Linked DNA regions of Capsicum annuum: region 1 is linked to region 2. Evidence: chromatin contacts called from public Hi-C data. All regions are on one chromosome and are shown on one strand. Each heading gives the region's core, a stretch centred on a gene start, on an enhancer-like site or on the middle of the called end of the contact. The rest is flanking DNA. Distances are from core to core; before and after follow the strand shown. Region 1 has its middle 35 kb from the start of LOC107851369. Region 2 holds the start of LOC107850867 (homeobox-leucine zipper protein ATHB-6).

Region 1 (2,700 bases), core at 105-2,604, 43 kb after region 2:
GTGAGAAACTAGCTCAAATTTAGATAAAAGTATACATTTTTTTTTTTTTCATAAAATAGTCAACTTGTATTTAAGTAATTAATTATTATGTAATAAACAAACTATGGCATATGTAAGAGAACAAAGACCGGTAACCAAATTTGGGATTAAGTAGGTGATTAGAAAAATTCCCAAATAGAGGGAAAATGATTATCCAAATTAATTAAATTTGATCCCAAATGATAAGTAGTCATCCTTTTGATTCGATTTGATTTTTTTCGGAAAAGAAATTAAGGCTTTCACTTTCAAACTTTATTGAACTTCTAATTTATCTTGTTTATTTATGATCAAAAGATGGGGACATAACCATCCACATAAGATAAATTTGCCCATTGAAAATAGCATGTTACCAATTATACAATATTTTTATTAAAGAATATAGGTGGATCTATTAGCCTATGGACTAATTACAATTTTCTAGTTCTATGATAAATAAATGTTGCTTAATAGTTTTTTTCATCTATATGAATAAGAAGATTGAGAATAACTCAAGTAGCAAGTCATTACATTGCATAATTACTATTTGAAAGCACGTAATGGCGAATATCATATCACATTTTCTTAGAAAATACTTAACTTTGAATTTTATATCTTCACTTATCATTGGTCTTCATATTATTATCATACGTCTCAACAACAACATATCTAGAGTATTTCCACATAGTGAGGTCTGGGGAGGATAAAATGTACGCAGTTCATACCTGATACCACTACCTCCGAAGAAGTAGAGAGGTTGTTTCCAATCGACCCTCGACTCAAAACCAAAGACTCGTCTCAAAATTATCATATTTTATCATTTGCATATGTCTCAAAAACGTCCCGCCTTTTAAAACACCGATGAGTTCACATAAAAAAATATTGTCGATTGTTCTTTTTTGAGATAATTGATCCCTTTTTTTTTTATTTCTCTTGTAATTTATGAATTTTTTAGACTATGGTCTAAATATCCCTTTTGAATAAATTGAAAATCTTATAAAAAATCGTTAGATTACAATATATAAAAATCTTATAAATGTTATACGATCGTCTAATGTTTGGTTTTCCCGGGGACTATACCCTTAACAACTTTTATAAACCCAGACAAAGGTGGCCTAATAAATCAAAGAACTTTACATAGATCATTTGGAATATTTGCATTGATGGTAGGCCTAAAAAACTATGCAATAACAATTTAAAAGGACCACTCCACTTATATAATTTTCCCAAAAAGGTTCACAATATTCTTGGTGTTTTTATGCTGTCATTTGGCTGTTGATTTGATACTAAAGTAGAATATTTATGTCTCAAAGACTTGGTACACCATGAGTTGGCAAAAGTTTATTGGAAACTCTATAATAAATTTAAGTGGTTAATAGTGACAATTATGCCAAGTATATATAGATCTATATGGCTAAAATGTGGGTAGATTAATATTCTTTTTGACAAATGGTAGAATCCCCACATGTATTGATAGGCTATTATATTAACACATTGTAGCAATATGTGCATTATTTTAGAATATGGTGCTGCAAGATAGGAGACAATTTCAATTTTTCTCCGACATGGCTGCGTATAGTAGATTCTTATAATTTGATTTTTGCGTATAGCGGAGGCTTTAGCTTGAATGCATCAGACTGTTCTTTAGTAAGTGTTTATTCCTTAATTTTACAAGTAACAAATTATCCCATATGGAGTCCGCCCAAAGGAGAAATTCATTCTTCATTTTTTTTTGTGAATCATTTCTTACTAATCAAATTCTCAATTGAAGATTTTGTGGGTGTTGTGAAATTGATGAGATTCATTCGTGCTTAATTAAAGATTTTAAATTAAAGTTATGGGAATGAGAAAAATCACTAGTGTGCATCGCTTTCTCTACGATGAATTCTACGTGCTGCGAATCAAAAAAAATTGGACAAGTTTGTACTATATATCATGACTTCCTAAAGGTGAAAATGCTTTAGGCCTTCAAAAATTTGAGGCCCCAAAATTATGATTAATATTAAACTTTATGATTTTATTTTGCTTGAATAATATAAAATTTAGATTAAAAAGAACTTTACAGAAAACATGTATGCTCTTTACATTAGATAATATTTCAGAATTTTGAAATAACCTACTCACATCTTCATATTAGTAAATAAAATTTCATGCAACATCATCAAATAAATTATATTATAAATAAATGACTAACATCTTATTAACTTAAATTGTTTTTGACCAATATAAGTCTTAGCAACAATATTACTATAGACCACACGTTTGAATCGTCAAAGCAACCACTAATTTTTTGTATTAAAATAGACCGTCTACATTAAAATCTTTAAGGTGCGATTTTTTCCTAAGCTGCGTGGTGCTTTATAAAAGAGGGGAAAGAAAGAATGAGATGTGAAAGAAAAAGAGCTAAAAGCTGACTATTTTGGTTTCATGATTGTTATTTGAAAGGCAATGACACTTCCAGAATTTCATGGGCTAGGCGTACACGAAAACAAAACATTACCGGGTCCTGTGGGCCCGAACCCCGGACAAAAGTGGGCAGTACACAGAAAAAAAAATATTAAGGATTTGTAGATGAGAAAAGGTTTGAATATTAAGGATTTGTAGCTAAGAAAAAAATTTTACTCACTCACATCCCAAAAGCTAGCTCATGCAGAAGAGGATTGTCCAAATAAAGAGATCATCAAT
Region 2 (2,700 bases), core at 62-2,561:
TAAGTATTTAGTATTTACCATAAGAAATTATTATTTCAATTAATGGGGATAGGCTGACGTGTCAAATTCTTTAGCCAGCTCAGCTCGAGCCGAGCCGTTTCCATTTCCTTCTTCTGCTTATCACCACTATATATATAGCTTATCCTGACATAATATTCACTTTTTATTTTTATATTTTTATCCAACATTTTATTTTAAATGTAAAAATTACATTATCTATTTCAATTATCTAGCACCATTTGAGTTGGCTTATTATTTTTAAAAAGAGAAAAGCTTTTAAAATTTATGGCCTAGAATAATTTTAAGATATTTGTGTGATTTATAAATTATTTTATTAAGAATAATTTTTTAAAAAAATATTTTTAACTATAACAAGATGACATTCTTTTTAGACGAATTAAAATAAATATTTTTTTTTGAATTTTTTCTATTGAGTATATATATAAAAAAATTACTAACCAACAAAGGTTTCTTTGCAATTCAAACTCAAGAAATTTAATTAAGAATAAAGTCGTAGAAGTGGATTTAACTAATTATTTGTGAATGGAATTTAAGTGATTATTACATCAGTATAAAATCAAGAATGAAAGTCAGATTATTGATATTTATGATTTAAAATAAGTTTTAATGTATTTCTGTTGCTAGAAATCATCTCTTTAATGGTAAATTAAAATTTTTAAAATTAAATTATTATTAAAATAGAAATATGTCATGTTCTTTTAGACCGAAGGAATAAGAGTCTGCAAAATTTAAATAAAACAACTAGATTTACTTAATTAGAGCTTAAAACTTAAGATAGCTTTACTTCTTCTTCATTTCATTTTATGTGAAGATATTTTAACGAATAAAATTAACTATAAAAAAATATCATTCTCTTTTAGATTAACTAAGAAGAAAAACGTCATATTAATTAGGATAAAAGGAATATCAGAACATACAACAGCATCAATAACATACTCTGATATGACCCCATAAGTAAAGTTTAAAGCAAAATAAATATACATAAATCTTATTTCTACATTCTATAGATTAGATCGTTCTTGATAAATTCTCAACTAGTAATAACACAATATAATATTTTTATTTTATATAATATAAAGCTAAATCCAAAAGAATATCTCCCTATTACAGGAATAGCCAGTGACCAGTACACCAGAAAGCAATTTGCATTCAGCTTGAATTTGGATTTCATTTCACTTCCCTTCCCCCCCGCCCCCCACCCGCCCCCCAAAATCTTTTGCAAGAGCACCTAACCCCAGTCAGATTTTAACCCTACATCTGACTCAACTTTGGTTTTATTTAAACTCACAGAAAGTGTTACACCAAGGGCCAGCTGGTTTTTTCTCATCTCAATTTTTCTTCATTCTCCTCTCTCAAAAAAAAAAAAAAAAAAAAATCCTTTCTACATTCATTTTCTTCCAAAAAAATTTAGTGGGGTGTTTCAAGATATGATTTTTAAGTTAATGATGTAAAAAATAGGTTAAAAAAAAGTAGTATTTAAAACTTAGCCACTATTTCTGTTTTCAAATTTAATCCTTTTTTTAGTTTCTTGATTTTCTTCTTCTAATTCTTGATGGGTTGTTGTGAGGTGGAAGAAGTATATAAAAAGGAGAAAAATGAAACTTTGGTTACTAGAGAAGAAAAGGGGTTACACAATATCAATAGTTTCACTAAAAACTTTGCCATTTTGGTTGGTTTTAGTAGTGAAAGAAGTTGTTCCCTTCTTGTCTTCTTGTTATAAGTGAAGTGAAGTGAAAAAAAAAATAAAAGAACCAAAAAATACAAAATTAATCTCCTTTTGCAGCTCTGTTTCTCAGTTTCTGTGTAAATAATAAGCTTAAGAAAATCAACAAGTGAACAAATATTGACCTTTGCGTTACACAGTTTGGATCATCATCATACATACAATTATGAAAAGACTTGGTAGTTCTGATTCATTGGGTGCTTTGATGTCCATGTGTCCAAGTACTACAGGTACTTGTTAAATTTTTCTAAGTGAAAATATAGCGTTTTTTTGTTATAGTTGGTTTGCTTACCGTTCCACTACTATCTGTTGTCTTGGTTACTGTCTACTAATGTGTTTCTTATTTTCATTACGTCTTTTTTGGACTGTGTTTGTTGTGAGCCGGGTCTATAGTTACTATCTACTGTCTCTTGTATTTTTATTACGTATTTTCTTAAGAGTGTTTATGTTTTGTTTAGTAAGGTTTGTGTACATTTTACCATCAATAGACCTTACTTAATGGAACTTTACGGGGTATATTGTTGTTGTTTCCTATGTATAGATCAATTTTGAAAGAGAAAAAGAACAACCCCATTTTATGTTTTGTTGTCTTTAAGCTTTTTCTATGCTCCAATCCCTAGTGTTTTAGTTATAAAGAAACTAAATGGAGAATATTGAAAACTGAATTTTTTAATTGAATCTAGAACATGGTGGTCCTTTTCTTGTTTTAGTAAGTTTTCGTGCTTCACCTTTTATACCATTTTTAGCTTTCCTCGAGGCAATTATGTGTTTGACCATAGATTTCAAAGTTAGAAACTAACTTGAAAAAATGAGTCTTTGAAGTAGTGTTTGGACACACATTTTACTCGAAAAAAATAGAAAATTTCGTGAGTGGAAGTCCTAAAAGGTGAAATTTTTTTTATCATATTTCGTAGCCAGACAGATATTTGAAGATAAATTTTCATCATTGTGTTTGC

The links. A called contact is a pair of places that touch in the nucleus more often than the background predicts.
Region 1: a Hi-C map of pericarp shows a contact between it and region 2, with 2.5 times the contacts expected there. The contact joins the enhancer-like site here to the promoter of LOC107850867 in region 2. A contact is called at or near these places in 4 of 5 Hi-C or Micro-C datasets (bud, leaf, pericarp and 1 more).

What each region holds. Positions count from the first base shown.
Region 1 is chr12:6,401,652-6,404,351 of UCD10Xv1.1, forward strand. No RefSeq gene overlaps it. Among protein-coding and RNA genes, the nearest start is that of LOC107851369, 35 kb to the right of the region's middle. Within about 2 kb of position 1,355, at least 2 of the 5 cell types and tissues checked have an H3K27ac peak or open chromatin away from gene starts, as enhancers often do. A contact at or near this core is called in pericarp, where this site is marked.
Region 2 is chr12:6,359,022-6,361,721 of UCD10Xv1.1, forward strand. It overlaps LOC107850867 (homeobox-leucine zipper protein ATHB-6), which reads left to right and starts at 1,312. Exons shown (of 3, transcript XM_016695663.2): 1 at 1,312-1,974. The coding sequence starts at 1,911.